2 separate regions of the Astyanax mexicanus genome follow, and region 2 is linked to region 1. A link is a contact called in public Hi-C data. All regions are on one chromosome and are shown on one strand. The core of a region is the stretch at or near the end of the contact, and the rest is flanking DNA. Distances in the headings are between cores, read along the strand shown.

Region 1 (4,517 bases), core at 950-3,449:
GCTTTAGAATAGATGATATGGGGCACATTTTGCCCCTGCAGATAAATCGCTTTTTACACCGTTATTCAGGCACAAAGTAGCTCCACACCTAATTGTTAGAATCCAGAGAGCTCTAATATTTAAAACAACATTACGGCATTCATAATTTTAAAAGTGCACAAGAAGCTTATTAAAAAACACAAACCTAGCGTATCCTACATCTCTGGGCGTCGCCATCACTCATATTAATCATGACTTTACCTTAAGATGGAAGGACATTGCGCACTTTTAAAGTTATTATTGCCTCATTTTAAATATTTCCGGATTTAGAACCCCTGCTCATCCAGCTTTGCCATCAAGCTGCCGGCGTTAGAGGGAGCAAAATTGGCCCTGCTCCCTCTGGGTGGGTAGATGGCGCTCTCTCCCCACATCACTCCTAGGGTGATGTCTGCAGCACAGGGCGTCTGTGAGCTGATGTACCGGAGCCGAGCCGCTGTGCTTTCCTCCAAGCGCGCTGGCTGCTTGGTAATGCTGCATCAGCAGCAGCTCGAAAAGAAGCGGTGGCTGACTTCACATGTATCGGAGGAAGCATGTGTTAGTCTTCACCCTCCTGGTGTGTTGGGGCATCACTAGTGATAGGGGGAGTCCTAATGAGTGGGTTGGGTAATTGCCGTGTAAATTGGGGAGAAAAAATGGGAAAAATTAGAAATAAAATTATAAAAAAAATAAATAAAAAATAATAATAAAAAATAATATTTCCGGATTTAACCTATAAGGGTGTGGAGCTACTTTAAGCCTGGATAACGGTGTAAAAAAAGTGATTTATCTGCAGGGGTAAAATATGCCCCATATCATCTATTCTAAAGCATGTTTGGGCAAATAGAATAAAATTTGCCCAATTTGCCCAGTATATTTTACTACACCCAAAGTCAATTTTACACCATGAACATTATGTGAAGGCTCTAAAACCTTTAAAGATGTTCACAAAAGTTGTTTATCTCTGGCATCACTCTAAAACCCTATTAGGCACCAGAAACAGTTGGGACAGTATGGGAAATGCAAATCATATAAAAGAAATTTATCTTTTATTTAACATTATAAGAAAAATGAACAAATTTCAGTGTGTAAAGGGTAAGGACACAAGCCTAAGCCAATCCCACTGCATCAAGAACCTTTATTCTACTAAATTTAATAGATCCACATAGGCAGGGGATTACTTGGTCAAAACTTTATCAATTAGCACTACAATACTTATTAACTTCTCTTGGCTCTGATGCACCAAAGGATGGGCTATCACACAGTGGAAATGTGTATTGTGATCAGATCTTTGTTTAGGAAGAAATGGGCCCTGTGAGCTTCAGACCCAAATGAAACCTTTCAGATTGTTATCAAAACAAATCCAAAATATTTTCTTGGTTTCTTGGTTATTAAGTGGCAACATTACAAAATGGTAAATGCTTTAACCCCTTAAAATGCCTTGTCCCCTTAAAAAAACAGGACACTTTTACAGGACACTTGGAGAAGCTGCCTGATTTCTCTCTACTCTCTCTAATTTCAGATCAGTAACAGAAATCAAACCCACATTATGCAACTTTGAAAACAGATGTAAAAAGTAGTCACACATAACGAAACTAAAGGTTTGGAGACCATGAACTGTTTGATTTGTATTCAGAAAAAATATTAATTTTAAGTATTGAAAAGAGACAATTTTATGATTTTATTCATTATATTTTGACATAAGCACATTTACTTGATTTTTTTATATATATTTTCTATTACAATTACAGGTTTTTATTGGTATAATGTCAAGCAGACCATTGACAAAAATCCTGGCCTGTTAATTAACATCACAACTTTTTTGGAAAGTGTTGCAAGCCTAAGTTTCCCAGACAAAACATAAAAAACTAAACATGAAATAACCTGCAACTAAATAAAAATACATCTAAAATAAAAATACATTTTAAAATCAAAGTAAATAAAAAAAACGGCAGTTTCTCCTTTTTTTTGCAGTTTCCAAACTGTCCCAACTTTTTCCATATTTTGAGTTGCATTTGTTTTTTTTTATATGCCTCAGAGAGAATCTACTGAAAGGGTAAGGGGTTGAAGGGTATTAAATGAGGTGATATTCAGGTCACCGTGATTGGCGCAGCTAAACAGGGTTATTGTAGGGCTCCACTGTGTCAGTGTCCATCTGTGGCTCTGTCAGCACTGCGGGGAGCAGGTGCATATGGGACCCGTCAACAGCCTGCTAGCATGCGCGTGCAGGTCTGTGTTAGTGTGCATCGGTGAGAGTGTGTGTGAGTGTGTGTGTGAAGTCGGGTTTGCATGTTTGTTTGAGGAGAGAAAAGATGGAGAGGCTCTGTCTTCCTTCTTTCTTTAAGATTGGCCAGGTGTCAGTCAGCACGGCCATTCATTATGGTGGTAACCTGGTCCGAACCTGGCAGCCAAGCACTTCCTGTCACTGATACTTCCCCTGACCTTCAGCCTGTGCCAGTACTATACCCCCACCCACTCCCAAACACACACACACACACACCCAAACACACACACAAAGACTCTAGAGTAAGCATTCTTATTAGACTGCTTGTTTTTTCCCTGATGGTTGTGGCTATTCCCTTAGCTCTTTCCAGCAACAATTAGGGATGTACTAAAGTGGAATGTCTGGGTTGATACAATAATTCAAAACCAGCATTTTGTTTTGGACAATACTGATATTGATAAAAGCCACCTTTTTTTTAAATAAAAAAAAATCACATTATAATTCATAATGCAGTGTGTCCAATATAGATTACAGAGACTGCATGTAGAACTGCATATTTTATCGGTATTTATCATGCAGCAGTGTCTCTGTGTGTGTATATATGTGTACACTGATAAGCCATAACATTAAACCCCATTACAGGTGATGTAAAAAATACTAATCTTCACACACAGTGGCATCTGTCAAGGGGTGGATATTTCAGACAAACAGTGAACAGTCAGTTCTTGAGGGTGGTGTGTTAAATGCAGAAAATGGGCCATATGGATCTGAGATCTGAGTTCCAAAAATGAAATACTTGTGTTTCTCCCTTAATAAATAGGCTGCTATTCTTTTTCAATAGAACCCCTTTTTATCACTGCTACTCCCAAAAGAAATAAATATCATAAATATCAAGCTGATTTTTATACTGAATCTTGAATTAATTTCCTCAACACAGAGCAATATTAAATGTTTCAGTACCACAGACCATTTTTAAAGGTAAACTCCAAACATTTTAAACATGCTCTAAATATAAGTCCAGCATTGGCTTACCAACCAGTCAGTACACAGTAGCAGTAATGCTAGCACCTCTACCGCCAAAAACCTGTTTACTGTAGAAAAACTGAAATATATAGACAAGTTAGGCATGTATATTTTACTATTTAGATTTTTTATGTGGTTTAATGTTTTTAGCAGTTTAGCTCCATTCTCTTCCATTCATTTTGGACTCCCTTGATAGGATCCCTCTAGTTTTACTGTAATATACTGTAATATACTAATGCAGTCATTCGTTTTATAGGTTTGCAGTCATTTTCTGACATAGAAATTGGGAAGGCTCTTTTTATATGTAAATTGTGTAGTTCAGTTCAGCATTCACAAAACTATGAACATGTGCACAACACTGGTCATCATATACATAATATCTGAGTAAAATAAAATTATACTTTGCAATCTAAAGACTGTTTAAAACACTGCCATTCACTTCACTTGCAAAACATTAAAAACTGATATTGTATTTTTGAAAAACAATACAGTATAAAAAATATAATATTGTGATACACCAGCGTACCAGTATTTTCTTACACGCCTAATTTTTAAGACTGCATAAATGGGAATTTCTAATTAGATAAGCTCCTTTTTTATTTTAAATCCAACACTAAATGATCCACTGTCTGCCACAAAACTATTTATTAAAAATCAATATCATTCTTATGCACTCCTAGCAATACCATCAAAACAATCCTAGCAATACCATATAATCAGAGCACTCCTGGCTGCCTGATTGCCTGAGCACTCTTTGACAAAACAACAGCTACGACAGAACTCATCTGAAATCCGATAAATGAGGGGAAAGAGTGAGTGTGACACTGGAGATGTGAGGCGAAGTGATACCAAGCCGCTGAGAACACGATGCCAGAAGCCTTCTTCTCCCAGTGCCACTCCAGGGAGGGCAGGACAGGGCCACTGATAGCTTGTTGATGGCTGAAGAGGAAGGTTAGATTTCATCTGCCTGGTCTGGAGGATCAGGCCCGTGCTGGGCTAGTGTAATGGGGGGGGTGTGTTTAATGGCTGCTGACGCTGTGTGTTTGCTCTCTCTAATTCCCCGAGACACATTCTTTCCAGGGGGAAGGAGGAACTGGATCAAGCGGCGAACACTTTCCAGCAGGATCACCATGGCGTGTTAAGTCTGCATAGAAATGTCTCGGAAATCCGATTCACATGTGTGCCAAGCACAGCCCTCCCTTACAAAGTGGGCTTGTTTACTTGGAGTCAGGAGCCTCTGTTTCCACTAGCAGTA
Region 2 (4,606 bases), core at 12-2,511, 66 kb before region 1:
TGGATGAACTGCAAGTGTTGAATCTGTAATATCCGTTTACTTTATGAAGTAGAAAAAGATACACAGAGAAAGAGAAAAGGGGATTAAAAAAAGGAAAAACAAAAATAGAAAAAGAAGAGAGGAAATGAGAAACGAAAAAAAAAACATAAGAAGGGGGCGAGCGAGAGAGAGCGAGCGAGATTGTGACGCATATTTTTCAGTGTGCATATTTGGAGAAAGTTCACAGAAAGAGAGTCCAGATTAAATGGAGTGGAGCTGGCAGGTGATCCTGCCCCCATTAAAGCTACTGTTCAGCCAGCTACAGATTTATAACCTCAAATCATTTGCTTGGCCAAGTTCAAGGATACAGGCTACAACTTAGACTGATAAAATTGGACATAAAACAAACATAACTTAGTTAAATGTAGGTTTACTACTGAACTAACTACCCTAAAGAAGTTACTGAAACAGGTCTATGGGCAGCAATGGATCACTGTTATGTTAACTAACTAAGTTAAATAACTAACCTAGCTAACCAACTGTTCAGTAGAGCTGGAAGGGAGAAAATAAGTCAACAAAAAACTGGCTGAAACAAAAACACGTTGTTTTTTTCCTCTGTCAAAAGCATCAAATATTCTGTTTTTCCCCCCACTTTAATAGTGATTATATTAACTGTTATTCTAGCTAGTTAGAGTACTAACGCCCCCCCCCTCTCCTCTCCTCCCCTCCCCCTCGCGCCCCCTTGTTCCTTGTTTTTCTCAATGAAGTGAAACCTGATCCGCCAGGGGGAAAGAAAGCCTCCTCCATTCACAAAACCACGAACACCCACCTCACCGACAACACCAGGCTCTAAACCGCCCGCGGCACTATTCTCTTTACCAGCACGAACAAACACGCATAAAACCCTCTGAGAGAAACTTCACGGAGTAAAATGGTTGCCAAAGTGCGCTGAGACTGGAATAAAATGGCGTTCGCTTTCCTCTAAAGTCAGATAGCTGGATTTGCAGTTCGGAGTCCATGATAAACTTAGCGCGAGGTTAGCTATAGCTGCAGCTCCTCCAGCACGCACTTTCAGATCAAACCGGGAAAAAGCTGGAAAATAAACCGCGGTCTCACCCTGTAGATGCTCCGTGCGCGCGCTGGATCTCCCGAAAAACAGTGCAGAATAATAATATATTCCACCAGAGAGAGAGATAGAGAAAGAGCGTCCGCCCCTAACTCAGCCCTGATCACAGAACCGCTCCGCTTCTCTCGACTCACTAAACTTGAATGGGATTTAGTAAATGGACTGCCTGGGTTTTCCCTCTGGCTCCACAGACAAGTGCCTCCGACCGCCATTGGTCACACGCTACAGTCACTCCAGCCCAGCAGCCAATAGGCTTCGAGATGTGCATGCATTATGCATGAGACGCCCGTCGACCAATCACAGCTCGAGTCTGTCCTATTTTTATGAATGACTGGGTTTCATTCACATACGTGTTCAGCTCGTCTCTTTCCTCCCCCTCTCCACAGGCTGTTAAAGGGCCACAGGCAGACATTTTACACAGCAGGTAAAGTTGTCCTTGGTGCTGTGAGTGAGAGTCACGATTCGGTTCACTCAAACACGAATAGAATAGACAAAAAAGTGCCGCAAAGCTTTTTATTCAGAGTTTCCGAGTGCTGCATAAATCCAGTTATACAGGGTTGTTGTTTATTATGTTCAGTTTGAAATATGAAGCACAGGATATGCTCAGAGAAGCATGTTCTGGCGTATTGTTATGTAATTTGTCACATAACGATGACTACGTTGCTCTCGTTGTCAAATTTATATATATATTTTAGGAATTTAAATTTAAAATTCAACATTAACGCGTTAATCACGCGACAAAATTGAGTCTGGTGACGCATTATCAGTTTTTTAGTGATATAACACAGCAAAGCTTACTGTTGAAATTAGTAGTAGATCACCTTTCAATTATGCTGAAGTTTGTGCGATCCTTCTCTCTCTCTATTCTTTTCTCTCTCTCTCTCTCTCTCTCTCTCTCTCTCTCTCTCTCTCTCTCTCACACACACACACACACACACCTGATGGCATGTTTCCTCTTTTTAGGCTGTTAAAGGTGGAATATGGAGCTACACTACCGTTTATTTTCTCCATAAAACTCTTAGTTAAACTTAGTAACTCAGCACATCACAATATTCTAGTTTAATACATGTTGTAATATTATAATAGAGTAAAACTATCCTGAGATATTATAATACAGTAAAACTACCCTGAAATATTGCAATACAGTAAAAATACATGGAGATATAACCACACTACACCATTATTACTGTCCCAAATATAGAGTTTAGTACCAGCATAAAAAAATGTAATCATGATTATATCCATGATTTAGTCACAGAATATTTTGCTTTTGTTTTTTTAGTTTTTTTTACTTTTAAACAGATTGTGAATATAGTTGTTCTGTACATGTGTCAAAATTTCATAATTTCTTATACAATTAAATAATCTCCAATAAACATTCTTAATTGAGTGGTGTGCTCAGTTTAAACTATAGAAATACTTTTATAGCTTTGGGCTATGAACGAGTAGCATGTCTCTTGAGTGAAGGAGCTTCATAGCTGGAGTGGTTGAAATTGTGATTATCTCACTAATGTTCCTTTTTTGTTGCTGGTTGCATTGAAATCCTCACAGCAATGTTCCAACGTCTAGAGTGAAGTCTTTGTAGATGATGAAAAGGTGTTGGAACAGATATCTTATTAATAACCTTGAATGATCAAGTACATACAATGTATACAAGTACATACAATGTACATACAAACATCACTAGTCTTCAGTCAAGGTTATTAACACCACCTTCAACTCAGCGCAGAGGTATCGGATGGAGCTATGGAGTTCCTTTACTCTAGAGACATGCCACTGCCCTATAGCCCAAAGCTCTTTGGCTTTGTATTTCTATAGCCGAAACTGGGCATACCATTCTATTAACGATGTTTTTAAAGAGATTATACAGATGTATACACACTCTGAATTTCTAGCACAATATACAAAGTGACTAGATACATACAGTGTCACTGACCCAAAGCATATTCTATTATTAAGAATTATTAAGAATAATAGGAGGTGTCGTTCTGAGATTGGGGTTTTAAACGTGTAAAATTGCATATTTCACTTTGTAGCACTGCATTATTGTGGGTAAAACACAGAATAAAGAGTGTAATAGGGCCTTGACCTTAAGCTTTTAGTGCTTCAAGTGAAACCTAAAGTGTTGGTTAGGCCATAAATAGGTTAATACAAACAATTAACCTATGAAATATGACGCATATGAGGATAGTAAAACACACAACAGCTGTAGTACTTTTAAGTACTATTATTATTTCATATTAACATTATTTGTCCTCAAGCTCAAGTTTGGCCTCATTTAGCTACCGTCCTTCTAAACAGGGTGCGATCTACGCTCTAGTGGTGTTTGAAGAAATTTGATACGCAAGATCAGGGATTAAGTAAAGGGAGCCCGTGTAATTCTTCCAGACGTCCCGTATGGACTAAATTTAACAAGGCAACTTCTCTGAACGAGAATGAGAGGAAACCTTCATCCAGCAGGATGAGAATAATCAGCAAAATCCAGCAAGCTTTTGAGGTGAGCTTATATTATTTGGGCAGGACAATGATAGTTGAAAGGAGATAGGTATACAGTTACTGGTGTCTTTGTGGCTCTCTGATGCCCCTGAAGAATGGCCTGTCAATTACAATTACTGTGGAGGTCTCCTTTTTATAGTACACTTCAGTGAGTCTTTGCGGATGTAGTGGGAGGTGAGAGGGGGCGGGCAAGAGCATATTGTGTTTCCATTCGAATTCTTTCCTTAAATAAATCCGAAGAGGTGACACATACTACAGTGGCACTGCGGCACATCTCCCGCGGACACAATTCAGAGGGGTCAGTGAAAGACCACTGAGCCACACAGGAAGAATCTTTTTCTGCGTCCTTTACCATAGCAGACTCCTTTGTAGCACAGAGGACAGGTTAGTGTGGCAGCTTTGAAAGATCTGAATATATTTCCTGCTCAGGCTTTGTGTAGAACTTCAGCACTAGAACAGGTGCAGTGAGAGACGAGCCTGATCAAACAGCAGAAAGAGTTTCAGTGCAAATAAGCTACAAAGCCCAAAACCCCCATTAGAGGCTTGCGTCTCCTGCTGCAATATGCCAATAACCCACACACCGAAATGAAAGGTGATAAAAATCATAGCCGAATGACATCTCTGGAAACCCTGGGGTAAAATATGTCAGATGCAGCCGGCGGATGAAAGGGCAATAAGGGAAGTCACAGCTTCAGGCCACTGGTAGTCTCCCAAGGAGAGACGAGATGTGACTTGCAGACTATTAATAGAGCATAGAGAGATTATTCCTCCCTCATTATCTCTGCATGCCCAAGATGCCCAGCCTTCGCCCCTGTGTGTAGCTTTGTGTTGTATAATCAGCACCTCGCTGCTTAAAGGACTGTTTTGGCAAGCGCTCAGTACAAAGGCCGCACTGACAAAACTGTTATGCCATCTAGAAATACGCATGTCTTTTCAAACTTAAAGTTCAGTTTAGTAATCTGAATAAACTGTTATTCTGTTATTTAGAATTGATTAAGTCCTGTT

The links. A called contact is a pair of places that touch in the nucleus more often than the background predicts.
Region 2: a Hi-C map of muscle shows a contact between it and region 1, with 4 times the contacts expected there. The contact joins the promoter of etv5a here to the enhancer-like site in region 1. A contact is called at or near these places in 2 of 3 Hi-C or Micro-C datasets (both in muscle).

Annotation. Positions count from the first base shown.
Region 1 is chr11:29,100,428-29,104,944 of AstMex3_surface, reverse strand. All of the region lies in intron 21 of LOC103046181 (diacylglycerol kinase beta), which reads right to left. Among protein-coding and RNA genes, the nearest start is that of etv5a, 66 kb to the left of the region's middle. Within about 2 kb of position 2,199, the one cell type or tissue checked has an H3K27ac peak away from gene starts, as active enhancers do.
Region 2 is chr11:29,165,026-29,169,631 of AstMex3_surface, reverse strand. etv5a (ETS variant transcription factor 5a) reads right to left here and starts at 1,261. Exons shown (of 13, transcript XM_022680382.2): 1 at 1,096-1,261.